3 separate regions of the Gossypium hirsutum genome follow, and regions 2 and 3 are each linked to region 1. The links are chromatin contacts, called in public Hi-C maps. All regions are on one chromosome and are shown on one strand. Each heading gives the region's core, a stretch centred on a gene start, on an enhancer-like site or on the middle of the called end of the contact. The rest is flanking DNA. Distances are from core to core; before and after follow the strand shown.

What was found. A called contact is a pair of places that touch in the nucleus more often than the background predicts.
Region 2: a Hi-C map of leaf shows a contact between it and region 1, with 2.6 times the contacts expected there. The contact joins the promoter of LOC107949761 here to the promoter of LOC107949766 in region 1. A contact is called at or near these places in 4 of 34 Hi-C or Micro-C datasets (anther, hypocotyl, leaf and 1 more).
Region 3: a contact with region 1 is called in a Hi-C map of leaf, with 3 times the contacts expected there. The contact joins the promoter of LOC107949770 here to the promoter of LOC107949766 in region 1. A contact is called at or near these places in 4 of 34 Hi-C or Micro-C datasets (all in leaf).

Annotation. Positions count from the first base shown.
Region 1 is chrD03:39,642,784-39,646,998 of Gossypium_hirsutum_v2.1, reverse strand. LOC107949766 (rhamnogalacturonan I rhamnosyltransferase 1) reads right to left here and starts at 1,720. Exons shown (of 9, transcript XM_016884516.2): 1 at 1,647-1,720; 2 at 825-1,570; 3 at 224-291; 4 at 1-33. The coding sequence starts at 1,008.
Region 2 is chrD03:39,819,849-39,824,063 of Gossypium_hirsutum_v2.1, reverse strand. LOC107949761 (WD repeat and HMG-box DNA-binding protein 1) reads right to left here and starts at 2,398. Exons shown (of 12, transcript XM_016884512.2): 1 at 1,973-2,398; 2 at 614-1,719; 3 at 239-415; 4 at 1-76. The coding sequence starts at 2,246.
Region 3 is chrD03:39,509,961-39,514,175 of Gossypium_hirsutum_v2.1, reverse strand. It overlaps LOC107949770 (ADP,ATP carrier protein ER-ANT1), which reads right to left and starts at 1,896. Exons shown (of 4, transcript XM_016884523.2): 1 at 1,740-1,896; 2 at 1,236-1,522; 3 at 1-89. The coding sequence starts at 1,502.

The DNA.
Region 1 (4,215 bases), core at 471-2,970:
CAAATATCTTGCAATGGTAACCATGTCACAAATCTGTTAAGCAAACCCCCCCCCCCAAAAAAAAAAAAGAAAAGAAAAGAATACAGCATCAGTTTCCGTATAGATTTGAAGTAAAAACAACCCATTAGCATACACAATCTAGAAAAATGTTGAAAAGAAATAAAAAAGAAAGAAAAGGAATGGAACAAGAAATGCGTTTAGAGTTCTTTGCTAAAGCACTCACTGCTGCTCGCATTTGATTGAGACCTCCATTGCAAGAAACCATCAAGTAACCATTGTTCTTATATACCCCTATAGTAACAACAAAACATCATATCAATTTCGAGTTTAAAATTCCATAACCAGAACATATATAGCAAGTCGCCACCGATCCCTAAAACTGAAATGGAAAGAAAATGGAAGCAAAAGTAACAATATATTAAAATAAAAGCACATATATGAAAAATTCAAGAGATAAACGATCTCAAATTTCAAACAAACATATGCCACAACAAGAAAAGGATAGAATTCCACAAAACTAAGACATAAGATACGAACATTGGAACCATTAAATTGATACAAGTTCAATCCGTATGACTATATAAAAGGAAAGCTTCAATGAAAGCGCATAGAAATCCCCAAGAAATCTATCATTTTCTTCTCCTCAAATAGGAATGCGGATAAGGATAAAAAGGATAAACCCATTCCTTCTTTTCCATTAAAGACTAGCTCAAAATTTTTCTCCGATTTAACCCCAAAAAAGGCCTAATAAAGAATAACTACATCAAAATCAGCAGAAATTTCAGTAAAAAAAAAAGAACAAAAAAAAAGGTGGAAAATCTTACTTTTGGGAGGAAGAACACGGGCAGGAACGGAGGGAACCTTATCTTCAACAACGGAAACGGAAGAATCCTGGTAAGAAAAACAGGAAGGCCAACCTTTAAGGAGATGTGGACCCCAAGTATCCCCCAAGGCCGTTAATTGTACGATGCAAGTCCAAAGCAACACCGATGTGGTGGCGCGTATCATCCACAGCTTCGTTCTCGAGCTCTTCAACTTCTCAACTCTCTCCCCTCCGCCGCCACCTCCCCTTTCGTTGCCCCCATTCTTATCCCTCTCATTTTCCCTTTCCCCTTCCCTTCAATACTGCACATTTCCAGCAATAACCCCGATTTCCACCCTCCTCATCTCCCCCCCCCCGATACGCCACCGTCTTCTTCCTGTCAGATTCGATCAATGTAGGTCGATTTTCAGAAAATCTGCATCTAATTTAACAAAAACCTTTTCCTTTCTTTTCTTTCTATTTTCCGAAAATTTTCGAGATCCGTTAACTTCCAAAACAACATCAACAACAACAAAATAATTCAAAATCAATCAAAGAGATCCAAATTTTTTCCTCCTCTTCCCAAATGAAACTCTTAACAACTCAACCAATTCCAATCGAATATTAAACAGTATTTTCCCGAAACAAAAAAAAATCCTTCTCTTCCTCGGCGATCTAATCACTTTTCCGGCGAAAATTGTCGTGGAATGGCCGTTGAAACCCCTGCCTGTCTTCAAGTATAAGCGAATCGAGAAAATATAGAGAAATCTGTATAGAGAAAGAAGAATAAAATTAGAAATGAGAATATAGTGCAGATTACAATGCGATCGAGAGAGAGAAAAACCGGGATGTGAGCCGTACACCGTTGGGCTTGGGGTACACTTTTTTAACCATAGTTTTCTTGAATCTAAAAGGATTTGTTGACTAGTGTTAGTTGTCGACCACAGTCCATGGTTAACTCCTTTTTAACCAATAAATACCTGCCACCTCAGTTTATGTCTGAATGGGCCCAACATTTACCCTACGTGGCTGCTTTCAACTGCGTTTGTAAAAACTACAGGTGTCCACGTCTCAGGAATTGGAGTTCATCCGTCGCCGTTAGATTTGTAATGGGCATTAAAACAGCTGCCGATACGCCGACAATATATCGCGAGAATTTCTATAGGTGCGAATATACCGCGACAATTATCCAATTTGTTCAAAGATTTCTTTAAAAAAAGTAATTCATTTAATTAATATTTTCAGCATTTAATTCTTTTTCCGTGAAACAAAATAATAAGAAATTTTGTTTGTAATTAACAGAATTGTGTATCAAAGCAAAAGGACCAAAAAAGTAATTATATTGACGCTATGTATTAGTATTTCAATAAATAAAGACTCGAATTATCCTTTTCAAAATAATCAAACACCAACTATTATTTATTTAGTAAAGATAATATTACAAATGAGGGTGTAATCATGTATAAAACATCACTGTCTTTTCTTACATTTTATTTTTATTTAGATACATTCACACATAATTTTGATTAATTTACTTATAAATGTCCATTTTTAAGTATATTTATAAAAATGGGTCAATTTTTGCATTATTTATCGAAAAAGGTCAATTTTGACAAAACGCATTCACGTAGGAGCATTTTAGGGTGAAATTTAGCAAAACGCGCCCCTGGGAAAGGGATTTTACTATGTTAGCACAAAACGCGCTGACGTGGATGCGCTTTGTTGACATGGCAAAATCGCTCCCTCAAGTGCGCGTTTTGCTCTGTGTTTTTTTCCCCAATAGCTATTTTATTTTTTGACATTGAGAGGTCCAACAGTAAAAAAAAAGAGTATAAAAACCCCCTCTCCTATTATTTCACACAATATTTCTTCAAATTTTGACAAAAAACTCTCAAACCTCTCCCTAAATTTCTCAAAACTCTCAAATTTCTCCTTAAATTTCTCAAAGCTCTCTTTAATTAATTATTTCCTTTTAATTTTTTTCTAAATTAGTATTATTTTTTATAATTTCAAAAATATTTGATCGTGTTAGCAATGGACGGGGAATTAATTCGTCTCGATCATAAACATATCTTCGTCGAACAAATGAAAATGGTAAGGGTTAATTTTAATTTTTTAATATTTTTTAATATTTTTTCATTTATGTAATTTTAATTAATTTGTATTTTATAATTTTTTATAACAATCTGTAGATATGGTGTTACAATGTTATATTCGTAATATGTCTGGTCCTCCATCACCGTTGATAGAAAATTACTTGAAGGGAGCGAGTTTTTGGCACGTGGCCACTATAGGCCGGGGATGCAAGTTGGACCAGCAACTCATCAGCGTGTTAATAGAGAGGTATAGACCTGAGACGCACACATTCCATCTTCCATGCGGAGAGTGTACTATTACTTTGGAGGACATGCAGTTACAATTAGGATTGCCGGTGGATGGTTCTGTACTCACCGGGTTCGTTCAATCTACTGATTGGGGAGCCATATGTTACGATCTTTTTTATGTGATTCCAGATAATATTTACGGAGGTCGGATCGAGATGAGCTGGTTACAAGACACATTCCTGGAGTCGAGGAATGATTCGACTAAAGTAGAAAGAATATGATATGCTCGGGCATACATCCTTGAGATGATTAGAGGTTATTTGATGCCAGACTTGTCAGGAAACCTCGTACATCTGAGGTGGCTGCTAAAACTCGTTGATTTTAGAGTAGCTGACAAATTTAGTTTGGGGTCTGCCGTGTTGGCAACATTGTACTGGGAGATGTGTGGGGCGACGCCACCAAATAAAGCCAAAGTCGGAGGTTGTCTATCACTACTACAATCATGGGCTCTGTTTAGTTTTCCATTTTTACATCCTCGAGTGAACCACCCATATACATTCCCACTTATAACGAGGTAAATTTTTTATTTGATTTTACAATTATTACATAGATTTAAAATAAAATTGTATGCTAAAAATTTATTTAATTAGGTGGAACCATCCGACGAGTTATGTTGGAATACCTACCGCTCTTAAATATATACGACTTCTATTAGACCAACGGTCGGAAGCGCAAGTAAGTATTAAATAATATATATAATAGTTGTTTCATATTTAGTATTTAGTATTATGTATATAACTAATATTTTTATCACGTTCATGTAGTTTCAATGGACACCATACGAGGATCCGACAATTTGAGCAGCAATTTTGGATGAATTCTTTCAAAATTCAAACATTTGTCATGTTAAGGTCCCATTGGTCAACTATGTTACTGTCGAGATGCACCAGACGAATAGAGTGTTACGATAATTTGGATTCTGACAACTGATTCTCGAGGCACCTGAGGTGCTCGATAAAGAGCACAAAATCGACTTACGGCAAACAAATACGAATTGACTGGTATTTTTCTCGAAATATATCGAAATTT
Region 2 (4,215 bases), core at 1,149-3,648, 180 kb before region 1:
GACTTGTAACTGCAGCTACCCAAGTGGAACCAAGTGCGACTGCTTTTACTTCTTCACCTTCAAACCGCATGTACCACTGAGTTCACAATAACATGTACCCAAAAAAAAAAAACCATCACTTTGTGAAACTTCACATCAAATGCACCAAGGTTAACATTTACAAGACCAGCATGTGTATGTCCAGAACAATGCATAGACGTAAGGAATGAGTTTTTCTTTTTAAGGCAACTGCTCTAACCTCACTGTTATTTGCCCAACTGCGAAATGGTCGATACATAAGAGTACTCATGTTCTTCTCACCCTTGCATGGATTTGCAAAAACACTACCATTTTCATTTAGTGACGCCATTGTGAAACCATAATGATCAGTCATTGGTGGAACTCGTGGACCTGTGCTAGTATCATGAAAATCTATCTGTGCATCAGACAAGCACTTGATATCAGCCCATAACGATGAAAAAACATGCTTTTATTTTTATGCTTGTAAACCTGATTTTTAGTAAAATCACAAAATTTATGCCTAATCACCTATCCTCAAACCACTTATTGCACAAAAGAAAAAAAAAAGGTCATTAGGAAGTAAAGGATTGAACGAAACATACAACATTAGTACCTCTATATGGGAATATTCATCATGTTTGATTGTAGTTATACTTCCAAGCATATTGTAGCACAAGAAATGCCTTTTTCCAGGTTGCGGTGGTGTTGAACCTGGCTGAAAAGCCTCCTGCATTTTTGGTCTAAATGCCGTCATGGCTTTTAATGCATCTTTTTCTTTATCTGAATTTTCCTTGTTAACACGAGGCACTTTTCTCTGAGGTTCAGTTTTCCGAACCAAGTTTAACTCATCATAAACATCTTCGTGCTGATCATCATCGATTACAGACTGCTTCCGCAATCTTTTTCTGCTAGGAGGCTCAGACTCACCATGGCTATCCTCACCAAGATCACTTAAACTACCTGACATGCTGAGGTCCTGATCCTCCTCATCAAAAAACAGGAGGCCATTACTGTTCCGTGTCTGAGAAATCGGAATGTCTTCAGTAGGAGACTTCATTGAGGATGGAACAACTGATTCCCACACTCCATACTTTCCCATGACATCAATGACAGCCAGAGCATTTCCAATTGGCTTCCATGCCATACAACATATTCTCTCATCAAATTTCTGCCTGTCAATATCCTGCTTCCTCTTGACATCCCAGATCAAAACTTGCTTATCCAAGCTAGAAGTGGCCATGTATCTCCCATTAGGTGACCACGACATGAAACATATTGGCTGCGTGTGATCGCCTCTCAAAGTAAACAACTTTTCAGCCGTATCCCTATCATACATCACTATGTCATTTTTCATACCCGGGACTGCTAAAGTCTCCCCATCAGGACTCCAGCTAAGTACATTTAAAACCGAAGTATCCGAACCAGTATCTGGAGCTACACCGTTGAGGGTATATAATGTTCTTCCAGATTGAAGTTCCCAATATATGACAGTCCCAATTGAATCAATTGATGCCAAGTATTCACCATTAGGATCGAAAGCTAAGCCTGTGACAGGCCCTCTATGCCCTTTAAGAACCCTAGCGATTGAGCCATCAATTGTATTAATAAGTTTAATGCCCTCATCATCACCAGCTGCTGCCAGCATACTCCCTGATTTATTAAAAGAAAGTGCACGAATAGGCAGCGTGAACCTGGTAATATTAGTCTCAAACTCCCCACCTAAAAAAAAGAACCATTAGACCTTGTTCTTCATGTTTTCATTAAATTGCAGCAAGAAAATGAAGTAGAAATGGGAAAGAATAAAGAGCGTTATATTAAATTGCAGTATTTCAAGTTTCTCACATGTTATCAACGAAAATTTACAGATTAAATCGAATATTTCGTAATTCTAACAAATACCCAGATAAGAGAGAGAGAGAGAGAGAGAGAGAGAACCAAAAAAAATGCTGAACATCACAAAAAAAAAGACTACCTGGGAATTTATAGAGCTTAACAGAATGATCAATAGATCCGGAAGCAAGACAGGTAGAATTGGGACTGATTGCCAAGGCAGTGACCCCATCTCGGTGGTGGCGAAGAACCCGAGGCGGACTCGAATGAAGAAGAGGATAGTGAATAGAGATAGAGGGCTGAGATGATGACGCAGTGACCAAGTGGTGGGCTTGGAGATCCCACAAGATGGAGCAGAAAGAAGCATTGGAACTTACCTCGTGGGCTTCCCTTAGCTTCACTGATTTGATTTTCATCGCGTAGGCTTTAGGGCGGTGCTGGAAATGGAGAGATATTTGGTGTGTGTTTTAAGTCTTTTACCTAGCTTTAGGTGGGTGCTTTAGTTTACAGTGAACTCATGTGGGTATGGTTTTTGGCGGGAAATGAAGCCATGAATTTTGGGTTTCGCGGGTAGGAAAGGAAACTTGGAGGGAAATAATTCAGTTAAAAGGAAACGATTTGCTTTCAGTTCAGGCATCGGCCTGCCAGGCTGTCGTATGGTTCCATGGCCCATGGACCTTACTTTGCATTGGATTCTAGCAAATATGACACCCTTAACCCAACATGGAATATTTCATCCTGTTAGACAATTAATTGATTGTTGATTATAGTGGCTAATTTGATTATTTGATTCTATTAACGGTTATTTTAAAATATTTGATAAAATTTAACTGAAAGTTTATATATGTACAATTACAAATAAGAGCATGTCACATTTTATTGTTAAGTATTTATTTATTTATAATACTTTAGTTTTTATTAGGTGAAATTATTGAAATAAAACACTATTACTAAAGAATTAAAACATCTATTATGGAAATTAATTTGTGAATATTTTTTAGATTTACTTTGGACTTTGGAGGTGAAAGTGAAAATGAGAGAATGGAGGTTACTGATAGAGGTGATCATGGGTTGGGCTACCCTGCCTGGCCTGACGGCCTGCCTGAAAAATAGGAGGGCTTGGGTAAAAATATAAGCTCGAAATATGGGTTTGGGCAATAAAATGAGGCCCGTTTAGAAAACGGGCCTGGCCTCGAGTAAAATTTTTTTGGCCTGGGCCCGGCCTGGTCCGGCCCGAATTATATATTAAATATATATATTTATTTTTAATCAAATATACTTTTTAATCAAATATATATTAAATATATACTTTTTGGTGTTGTAAAATTTAATATGGGCCGGGTTGGGCTCGGGCTTAGTAATTTTCTTTCACGCCGAGCTTGGAACAATTTTTATGCTCATATTTCGGATCGAGTCGGGCCTGGGCCTAGAAAATAGGCCTAAAATTTTGTTTGGGCCTAGCCCAGCCCGACCCATGATCACCTCTAGTTACTGATATCTTGGCACCCCTATTAGATTTAAGAGCATGTAGCAAATAGAGTAATTTTTTAGCAAGCACGATTAGATATGTCAAGTTATCCATTCCAGCGTTTTTTATTTTGGAGGTTTTAGCTCAACAAGCTCTTGCAATCCTCCATTCACCAAACACTACAATTAGAGAGTTTGACTACTCAATTATCCATTTGTGCCCAAATCAACGAAAAAATGTGAAAAACTCTACTTACCAAATTCAAAAGTATTTGTTAACGAGTAACTCAAACTTGCTTAGAATAATTCATATTATCTTTTTCTCTAAAACATTAAGAATTATGCTTTTTTATTATTTTAACCTTTCATGATTTTACATATTTTTTATTTTATTAAAATTTTAAAAATAATTAATTTAACATACTTTTTAATATTTACATTAATATAATAAATTTAATCTTTATATAATATATAAAAATACAAATAAAAGTGATGTAATATCACATTAGAGAATAGATTAGGTTGGGGCATTAAACGATGCTACCAAAGCATAGACTAATTTTTAGAGGGATAATGATAAATCTAATTCTTGAACTTTACAATTTTTGTCAAGTTATCCTTTTTTTTTTAAGTTAAATTTAGCACTCAACTTTTTACAAAGAGTTTAATTTGACCATCAACTTTTTAAAAAGAGTCAAATTGTTGTTGTTTAATACAATAGTGACTAAACTGTTAAAATTCTAAACCTAACAGCCTACATATCAACCCATGTGTGTACTTCATGCTTTTTTATATTTTTTAATTATAAATTTATTTTTATTTTGAATTTATTTTATTTTTATTTATTTTATAATTTTTAAGTTATTTGTTGACATGACATATAATATGTAGCACCCCTAACCTAGTTTAGTCGCCAAC
Region 3 (4,215 bases), core at 647-3,146, 130 kb after region 1:
TTTCCAGCAAACCACATCGCATAACCATCCTTCTCTTTCGAGCGCCCAAAAATGCTTTTGAAGTAACCTTTAAATGCAAAGTTGAAAGCCTATGGATAATCGAACATCTGTTAAGTAACAAAATTAGGCAGGACATATACTTGCAAAGGTAAAATGTAAAAATAAGTAAATAAAGATGTTTCATGCTAGCAGAAAAAGATTTCAAAACATCCCAGTACAGATATATCAAATCTGGGACAAAAGCTTAACTTGTTCCATAAACAGCAAGCCCCAAAGCTACCATATAGCTAAGGATTGGTAAGGAAGATAAAAAGGAGCCTTGCTCAAATTACCCAAGTTTGATTTACTATTTCTTAGGTTGAGGAAACTAAAACTTCTCTACTAAAAATTTAACCCGTTTTCTTTCTTCCATTTAGTTCTTGTCTATGTCTTGAACTAATATGAAAATGAAGATAAAGTCTCTCTGTAATAACTGAAGGAGAAGTTCTTTTGTCCGCAACCTTCGTACCTTAGCAGGTAAAGAGATTTTCCTTTAACCTCAGTTTGTCTCTTCCATGCCAACGACAAGAAAATCGAGTAGTTGGTGTAGGTACATCAGGAAGATCTTAATCGATAAAATTCATCAGTTGTGATGTCTAATCACTAATACTAACCAAGTACATACCAACTACAACATGCCAACATTAAGTTTTCTGTCCTTAGAACCTCATCGAACATGCATTACAGGGATAGATCTCAAAGGCAATTCATCTATGAATAGCATATAGTACCTTCCCCACAAACAAACGATTGCCATAGTCATAGAAGATTAAAGCATAGGAAAACCTAAAACTCATGACATAACACCACTCAATTAGTGGACCTTTTAAATAGAACAGCATAATGATTATCCATACATTAATGGTTCTATATTGGCATCTTTCAGTAGTTGTACAGATTAATCTGAAGCAGCAAGCACAAATCAACGAAAGCTCATAAAGTAGTTTTTAACACTGATTCTTGCAATTGTCCATAAACGACTTCATCAATTAAAAAAGAAATACCATGTCATTTAAATACCCTAATCTGTCAAATTCAGGCATTACCTAGTTCTTCAACATTATTATTCAAGTACATGATCAAAATTAAGGACCAATAAAATGGAAGCATACAATCCAGCAATGAGAAACAGAACAATTTCTTTATAAGTTTCCTAGTGTGAACAATCAGCAAAATAGAAAGTCATAAGTTTCAACCTGAGTAGGAAAATATCTGATGACATTGGCTTGGTTACCCCTCCAGAAAGAGAAAAGACCTTCCTCCTTCAAAACCCTTTTAAAGCAATCACCAACACCATTATAAGGTTTCTGAAGGCTTCCCCTTTTTATCATCTCCCCTTGATTTTGCAACAATAGCTTCACTCTTTCAATGGGGGCTGCTGCGCTCTTTGACATTATAGCAGCCATTCCAGCCATCACAAAATCCATTGAGAATTTCTCAGATTTATTCTTACCCATTTCCATCTTTTCTCTTGGATATCTTTCTACAAATGCCAATACAATAAACCCAGAAAGAAAACCCATAAATTTCCATTGAACAAATCAACTAACCAGGAAAAAAGGGAAACACCCAGATTAATTAACCATAAAAAAGAGAGTGTAAAACTGAGTAATATGAATGGGAGTATGGAAATTCAAAAGAATAGAATTAATAGAGAAAAGGAAAACGTGAGGAAAGAGAGGGATTGAAAGGGGAATTACCAGAGCGAGGGGAGGAAGGGAAGGAAGCTGAGAAACGAAGACACAGATTCCTTTAGGATTCCTTGGAGTTCACAGAATTTGAGAGGCTGCCACCGGTTGTTCTAATCTATTAAATTAGTGGAAATAAAATGGGAAATCGCGATGGCTTACGTAACATTTATTACAATTTGCAAATAAGTCCTTAGGCTACTATGCTTAGGGTTAGGTTTTTTGGGGCTTGAGACCTGATGTTCGGACCACATGGGTCCAGCTAAGTTGGAAATTGAATCAAGTTGAACCCGTTTTGGTAGCAAATTCATTCAGAGAAATTTTTATTTTAATTTATAAGACTCAAACTTACTTTTAAGGGTTTTAGAGTTCTTTATCATTGAACCCTGTTAAAAAGATTAATGATTAATAGCTGTGAGTTGCAAATTGGTTATTGAAGTTATTTTTTGTTACTTTGTTAATTGTAGCGTTAGGTTATTGAAGTTTATTATTCGCTGGTTCAATGTTGTAACACGTTGGTTCTTTGGACAGTTGAGCATTGGTTCTTAAATGAAAAAAACTCTCTTTCGGCTTTCTAACTAAAGCCTTCATTGTTGTTTCTTCTTCTCCAAACCCATTATTTTCTTTCTTATTTTCATTGAATAGTTTTGTTGGTAAATTCTTAAGGTAACTCCAATTCAACATATATCGAATCGTGGTTCTTACCTGTAGATCAAGAAGGCAGTGCGTTCTTAAGAAATTGCTACTTTGCCTTCAATCTCACATCCAATTGATACTTTAGATTCAGTATTAGATTCACGTACTACCACAAAGTTTCGTCATCCTTTCACATATAAAAGGGTGAATATTAGGCTTAAGGAATTTCTTGATGGCTTTACGATGATTCCAACAATCAGTGTTCAATAAGGAAGTCAGGTCCAAAATAAAGTACATGCTATGTATGTTCAACAAGATTGTGCTCTTGTCTCTTGGTTGCTTTCACAATAAGTTTACATATGTAACGCCCTTCACTCGGTCCGATCGCCAGACCCGAGTTACGAAATGTTATAACACAAAACATTACAAATACATATGTTTAAGAACAAACTCAAACCAAAATTAAGTCATAATAATCATTTGGTACAATTTAAAACCTCTTCTGAGTCTTATAGAGCTGACGAAAGCTCTAAAGTTGACCCGGGATCAAACAAGGATCAATTAGAATCTTTTTCAAAAAAGAAAGGCAATTATGTAAAATAGAGGCCACACGGCCATGTGTCAAAACCATATAACTCTATGAAGTCATGTGGTGAAAATCTCCAATTTTTAATTTCAAAAGTCACAAGACCGTATAACAAACTGAGACCGTGTGGATTAAATTTTATTATTTCTACAATACTCACACGGCCGTTTGGCTGGCCCGTGTGACAATTAGGAATCTGTGGTTCCAAAAACATTTTCCTACCGCTGATCACACGGCTATGTCATGAGCCCGTGTAGAACAAAAATAGGTCATTTGGTGCTTGTTTCAAAACCAACTATTAAAAGTGACCTCAAAATTGCATTTTAGCAAACATAAACCTACTCAAAACATGCAAATTCCATGCTAAAACATAACTTATAATCACCTAATCAATTCACAAAACCAATATGTCACATTTGGCACCAACTCACAACAAATGCACATAAATCTTTCCAAACCATTTCATACCACAAGATAGTTCATATGTGCATGACCTATTATGATTAACCATCCACATTTGCACAACAAAATACTAAGCCTATGAGCATGGCAATTCATCACATCCATAATTTTCCATAAGTGTTCAAAGATCAACAATGCCACAAAACAACTTTACATTACAACTACTAGACACTCCCATTTACATGCCATGTATAACCGGGTTAAATGACTAAAAATCTACCGAATCAAGAGATATATATCATGGGCTTCTCGTAGATTCGATTGACAAGTTTCGATTGACACGTTTCCTATAATACCAACACAATTCCAACAAGGTGAGATGGTATACTTTATCAAACATAAAATACATCAAATAGAAAGCTTGACATTTCATAGTTTTTAAATCTAATTCAACCACATTTCTTCCATCTATGTATACTCAAAATTTCGTTATTCAAGTCTTTCATTCTCCCTCATTTAAACATTAAGCTCATTTCATAACCTACCAATTCCACATTCTACCTCTTTTTAAACTACCCAATAAAACATCGTAAAAGAACTCAATACATAACTGCAAATCACATCTGATGCTCATCTGAGCTAATCATATACATTGATATCAGGTTACCCGTCCGAGCTAAACCTTTTAATGACACAATAAATAGCCTGTCCAGGTCTATATATACATGTAAGGTTACCTATTCGGGCTAAACCTATAAAACGACATCAGGTTACTTGTCTGAGTTAAATCTGTGTCACATGTATCTTCGAGTCTGCAACAAATGTTGGATATCGAAATCATCGAAAATCAACCTGTAACCATGT